2 separate regions of the Aphis gossypii genome follow, and region 2 is linked to region 1. Evidence: chromatin contacts called from public Hi-C data. All regions are on one chromosome and are shown on one strand. Each heading gives the region's core, a stretch centred on a gene start, on an enhancer-like site or on the middle of the called end of the contact. The rest is flanking DNA. Distances are from core to core; before and after follow the strand shown.

What was found. A called contact is a pair of places that touch in the nucleus more often than the background predicts.
Region 2: a Hi-C map of whole body shows a contact between it and region 1, with 2.3 times the contacts expected there. The contact joins the promoter of LOC114120765 here to the promoter of LOC114120755 in region 1. A contact is called at or near these places in 2 of 2 Hi-C or Micro-C datasets (both in whole body).

Annotation. Positions count from the first base shown.
Region 1 is chr1:1,425,752-1,429,110 of ASM2018417v2, reverse strand. LOC114120755 (integrator complex subunit 2) reads left to right here and starts at 1,574. Exons shown (of 17, transcript XM_050198859.1): 1 at 1,574-1,711; 2 at 1,925-2,210; 3 at 2,280-2,418; 4 at 2,490-2,739; 5 at 2,796-2,926. The coding sequence starts at 1,927.
Region 2 is chr1:1,580,608-1,584,042 of ASM2018417v2, reverse strand. LOC114120765 (sodium leak channel NALCN) reads right to left here and starts at 1,991. Exons shown (of 28, transcript XM_027982786.2): 1 at 1,696-1,991; 2 at 1,425-1,610; 3 at 1,139-1,362; 4 at 924-1,052; 5 at 709-854; 6 at 401-648; 7 at 39-260. The coding sequence starts at 1,797. It overlaps LOC114120766 (terminal nucleotidyltransferase 5C), which reads left to right and starts at 2,395. Exons shown (of 2, transcript XM_027982787.2): 1 at 2,395-2,919. The coding sequence starts at 2,782.

The DNA.
Region 1 (3,359 bases), core at 325-2,824:
AAAATATTAAATACGTCACTGTAGTGACCTCTAGGTGTCCCAAAGCCACTTAACGTCAAAGTGAAAACTACTTTATAAGTGTTGAGCCGTATGGAGGAGTATAAAGAATAGAGTAGAACGCAGTTGTTGAGTATAAGTTTATTTGCTTATTGAAATAATAATAATATAATAATTGATACTTGATAAATTTGTGGATAGAGTTTTATAAATTCTACCCTAGAAGTTAGTTAGAGAAGAGGCGATGTTAGGGTGCAGTCCAACAACTCAATTAATTCCAGTGGTTTGGTGCAGACTAATTCTAATTTGACAGCATCTATCCCGTCTAGGGTCCCGTATTTATACGAAATCTGGGATGAAAAATGAACGATAGAGGTCGGCGCATTCGAGTTGGGTCCCGAATCTAGGGGCTAAATCGCAGGTAGTGTACTAGTTGGGTCCCAGATTTTTATAAGTACTACACTATTGTCTACACTAGTTGGGTCCTGAATTATTTTAGGTATTACACTATAGTTCCTCAAGTTCCTGAATATTTTTTGGTAAGTCCTACACTATACTTAAATCTTTTTTTTCATTTTAACAGACTTAGGACTATCTATGAATTATGATCTATTTAGACCAAAAGACAACATTTTTTTTTTTAATTGTATAATTTATACAATAGTATTGGAAAGTTAGTATAGTATAATGAAAATATTATATTAGTTAAAAATATTATACAATAATATTAATACAATTTTATTAAATTGAAAAGTAAATGAGATTTAATAAAAAAAAATAATATTTAAAAAAAAATCACTTTTGTATAGGTAAAAATTTATAAGACATTAATTTTACAAAATTGAATCGATTTATTATTCCTGAAATTTTATTAGTCATATTGTTAGTTATACATTTTTCTTTTAGTAAAATCCACGAGAGGAAACCACTTACGTCTTTCTTTATTACGAATATCCCAATAGTAAATAGTAATATCATTGATTATAAATAGTATACTATTACTATTTATAATCAATGGTAATAACTAATATTATATAAATATAGGTACTTTTCATTTACTTTTCAATTTAATAAAATTGCATTAATATTATTGTATCATATTTTTAATTATTATAATATTTTTATTACACTATACTAATTTTCCAATTCTATTTTATAAAAATATTAAATAAATAATAAAATTTTTAGAAAATGTGGACCTGTGGTCTAAATATATCATAGACAGTTCTAAATCTGTTAAAGAGGGAAAGAAAATGTTAGTAAAGTGTAGTATTTACCAATAAATATTCAAGAACTAGTGTTATACCTTAAATAATTCAGGACCCAACTAGTGTAGTAATTTTAAATCCGAGGCCCAACTCGGATGCAGTCCCGTGTGGATCACTATGCATATACATAGGAGTGTTAAACTTGAGATACGCATGTGATTTATTATTGTTATTTATTTTTATAACCATAAGATTTGAATTCAAAAGACGTGAACCATGTACGTCATATGATGTACGTTATCATTCAAGTTTGTGACGTCATACTAAACACTTCTTTTGTCATGCACACATGCTACCATTTACGTATAAAAAACGTGATAACTATGATTACATATCAACAAATATTTTAAATCAAATAAAAAGATTAACAAATCATAAACAATAATAGTTCAAACAAACGGAAGATGGAACACATTTTATTTAAAACTTAGAAATATTCGTCTTAGGTACTTTTTTACTACTGTATTGTTATTTTTATTTTAAGCTTTAGATAAATAAGTGAATCACTAATTTCCAAGAGATGAAAGTCGCAATTTTTTCGGAAGATATTTTCCTCTGTGAAATGGTCGATACACGACCACATTGATAAAAAAAATTGAAGTCTTGAAAAATTCAAAATTATTCGATTTATTTTATTATGTGTTATTAACTCTTAACAGTCATGACGGTGAATTTAAATGTGTCACATAAAGTGTTCCAAGCATTGCTTAACGTTGATATACAAGAACTGTGCAAGTTGTCGGCAAAAGACATTCGTCCAGTATTACCATGTCTGGTTCGAATGAGCTTAATATCATCAGCGGACAACATGGCAGATTATGCCGATGGCAAAAAGGACATACTTACACTGTTGTCAGGAATAGAACTCGTCAATTCCATTGTTGCACTGTTGTCGATTGATTTTCATTCATTAGAAATAGATGTTAAAAAAGAACAGATATTAAGGTAAAGTTAAATTGACTTTTCATATTAAACACAATTTTGTTTGATGTATTATTGTACATATTTTTTTAGACAAAAATTGGGTAGTACTCAAGCTGACAGCGTTCTTATTCATTCTCTACAAAATCCATTGTCTCTGGAATTTGAGAGAAGTGACTCTACTCGGCGATTGAGACTTGTTTTGAGTGAAATCCTTTATATTTCTTCACAGGTATAACAATTAAAATAATAAATAATTGTTAAAAAAGTTACTAATGTATTTTACTTCCATCACTTATTAAGATTCAAGAACACCGCGAAAAACAACATACTGTTCAAACTTCAATAAATTCAGAATTTTATATCAAGCAGTCAGATTTATTTGATTATCCAGTTTACATACCAGAAGTTTGTGATGTATTAAATATTGCTCTTTCTGAATTACCAGCTATACTTACAGTTCAAGACATTGCAGAAGTGTTGCTTCATGTTAAACATGGTCCAATTTTCATTTGCTGGATTGTTGCTAATTTTCCTGATTGTTTTTATGACGGTAAATTTAAAATTCATCTATTTAAAAATAATATCTTAATACTATAAAACTTTTAGTTTGTACAAGCTTAATACAAAACTCAGAAAGATATGAAGAAGAAAATGGAGGTAGTCGCATTCGAATGGAAGTCTTAACTCAGTTGAGTGCAATGTATCCACCTGCTGCACTTGTGATTCGTGCTAAATGTGTAAGCTCATTTTCTTAAATAATAGTCAAATGCTTCCGAGCTTCTGTTATCTTTTAATATGTATTTTTATGTTAGCATAACTACTTTGATAGTTTAATTTCTTTGTAAATCCCTAACAGAAATAGCCAACTTTAATAGACTTTAGATTAACCTCTTACCTCTTAAGTTTTTTAAGTTAATAATAAACATAAGGACAACATAAGCGGGTATAATATTCTCTAAATATTTTCGCAGATGTCATTAACAATTTAACAATTTACACAAATTTGATGTTACATATTAGGCAGTGCACCACTGCTGTTTGTTCATATATAATATTATTCTCTCCATGAACGAGGTCTAACATAAATTTTTCTCTCAAAAATAATTGATTATTATTAATTAATTTTAAAAACATTAAGTCATTAACGCTATTCAATTCTGTCACTTGATT
Region 2 (3,435 bases), core at 742-3,241, 150 kb before region 1:
TAAATATTTAACTTCCAAAAAATATTAAAAATGATTACTTCAATATAATAGTATTGCTGATAGAATTCTTCTCTTTGCCGTCCATCATGCTTAAAATTCATTGTAGCCATCGCAATTCCATTACTAAGTATAATGCACATAACAAGTAATCGAAACCATGCAGAATTAAGAATTTTATGTCCTAATGGTGACGCTAAAGTTCGATGTTTATTCTGTTCAGGAGTAACTAATCTCCAACCATTTTCATCACTAATTAAAATCTAAAAAAATTTTTGTACATAAAAACAATTAATTTAATAAACTTTTAAATTGCAATAATAATAATTAATAATAATAATAATAATAATAATAATAACAATTAAAATGTAAAACTAATAAAAAATGTATAATATAATCTTACTTCAGTAGAAGTTTTGTTTCCAACATGTCTTCTACTTCCCCACAGTTGTTGAAATTGCACACGCATTTCATTAAATGTCTCTGTAATTACTGCGATAAACACATTCTTAACTAACCATGCTAAGAAGAATATTAATGTAGAAAAGTAAAAAATTGCTCTCCAGGCTGGAAGACTATCAAACGTTCGGAACATTATGTATACCCAACCCTCTTGTGATGCAGCTTGATATACAGTGAAAATACTTGTTGCTAGAAAATATAAATACTCAAGTCTAGACATTAAAAGTATATAATAACGTAATAATTTACCAAATTCATCGAATCCACTGAAGCCAGTTATGTACCTTGATAATTCTAATTTCATACATTTCATACCTTCCGGACACTGATATCCAGCACCTGGTTCCTTAGAACAGAATGAGTCTGGTATGGCTAAATTATTAAGTGTTACACTCCTGTTAAGCATTTTATGAAATATTATAAAATATATAATGCTGAAATAAATACATTTAAAAATAAATTACGTTGGATCTGTTGTATTAAGAACACAATGATTTTTCATTTCACCAAAAAGTTGAACACCAAGTACACCATATAAAGACATAAAAAACAGGAAGAACAGTGTTACATTGTAGATTTGTTGACTTGATCGCCTAAAAGAATTAAATATAATTAAATATAAAATAATTCAAGTATTAAAAAAAAAAATATATATATATATATATTTAAAGTTAAGTACTTGAAAATTTGATTTATCCTAGATTTTGGCATTGAGAATTTTAGGAAGACACGTATAAATCGGATCATTATAAAAGGCCTTGGTGCTCTTAATATTGATAAGTAACTAAATTCGGGTAAAAATTCCACAATTTCAAAAATCTGTAAAATTACAGACACCCAAAGAAAAAATGCCATCGTACCATCAAATTGACACCAGTGGTCTTTCATATACGGTGATTCTCCCTGGACAAAAACAATAATAATGAAATTGAAATTACATAAGATGTCAAGAAAATCACTTATACCTTTAATATCCCACGAATGTGCATCTTTGCTATCATTTCAGCAGTATATAAACCGGTGACGGCAAAATCGCAGATAAACGTTGCATACTGTAGAAATGGAAAAGCCTTAAAAGTTTTTGGAGTATTGAGACTGACGCATAGTAAACTCAGTAGCGCGCAAAAACGCATCAACCGTCGGACCCAAAGCTGTAGAGAACAAACGTATTGGATTAATGAAGAAAAAATTATCCATGTTTCCATTTTCGTTCGGGCAAACGGTTAACGTATTTACCTTGTTAACCCAATCGATTTCAGCATTCTCATTTAGAGATTCATCCTGAACATAGTCCGGAGCCATTATATCCGCCCGGATGCTTTGCTTACGACCCAACATGCCTCCAATCGCCTCACATTTTCGATTTTGTTTCGAACCTAAGCCTCAAAAGTATAAGCTCAGCCTTCGGACTACGGAAAGTCATTTACAGCTAAGGACGGCAGAGTGGAAATTATATATATATATATATATATATTTTCTATGGTGAAAATTCACTTTTTTTATTTCGTTATTCCTTATCGTCCACTCGAATATCGGATTGATTATTTTATTTTTTTTTATAATAACAGGGGACTTTTGATAACAATTATCAGACTTCGTTCAAAGCGCGGGATCATGGACGAAAAAATAATGAATAAAAAAAAATATTTTTAAAGTAAATTTTTGTTAAACAACCTAATGGTGCATATTTTTACTACATTGCCGTATATTTGAACTTATTTTGTAGTATAGATGGTGATTGATTTATGTAATTATTTTCAAATATCACGTCATGTACATGATTATATTGTATATATATAGACAATCGGTACCGAGTAGTGAATTCCCTTATCTATCATATCATAAACGCACGACCTCCGTTTGAAAACCGGCAACATCGCATAGTCCTCCACCACCACAACACGACGACGTTACTACGTTAGGTCGACCACAAGCTGCGCCAATCGAAGCCATCGCCGCCGGTGAACAGCGCGGTGCTAGTAATCCGGACGTTTTTTTCAAATGAAAAAAATCGACATACAAGATAAAAGTTTACCGATTGACGAGTGACGATCGTAACACTCGGACTGTTTTACTTCACTGCTATTATAATTTTCGTCTTTATCGCCACAAACCCGCGTCTGTCTCAAAAATTATTATTAATGTTTTAATTACCTAGTTAACTTTTTTTTTTGTCGTTTTATTTTTTCCAAACTATTCGACGAAACTTTTATAAATTTAAATAATTTGATAATTAATCAAACCACTTAACTATATTGTTGGCCGTCTTTAGTTTTTTTCTTCTCAAACCAACTTGTATCTTTTCCATCAGAATATAACATTATGTGGAACGACGGTTACCATCATCTCAGTTGTAACAGAAACGGTATCTGTTCATTTTACAGAAGGAGGCATGTCTACCAAGACTTTCAGTCGAAAATGAAATCTGTCGAACAGGGAACGTCGTTACCTATAATGCAGGTCAGTGTAATGTGTGACAATAATAATAGTATAATTATTAATTACTAAGCAGTAATCAGTAAAATATATGTGACTGGCCGGCGGGTGGAATATTGTTGTCGCGAAATGTTATTAACATATTTGTATAAATATCGGTCGTACACCATCGGCATGACCAAGTTTGGTTCGGTCCGGGGGCAGACCACCGCGGACCGGTTACGGTGACCGGGTCGTGTGGCAATTTACTTGGTGGGAGGTTAGTAGGAGTAGGCGTTTGTATCGTTTGTGAACAGTTTTCGCTTTCTTTCTCCTTTTTTTAGCTTACAAGTTCTATTTGTGGTCCGGTGAGTCCGGGTTTTCACGTGTGTTTTCCTATATCCTATTATTTATTAATTATTATTTTAGTCGCCACTACAGGAATATGCCAACGTTGTGCGTTCTCAATGGAATACCTAATAGATAATATTTTAATTATTACTCGTTTGTCGTTAATGTTGTTTCCAATTGCTACGAAAGAATCTAAACATATACATTTGT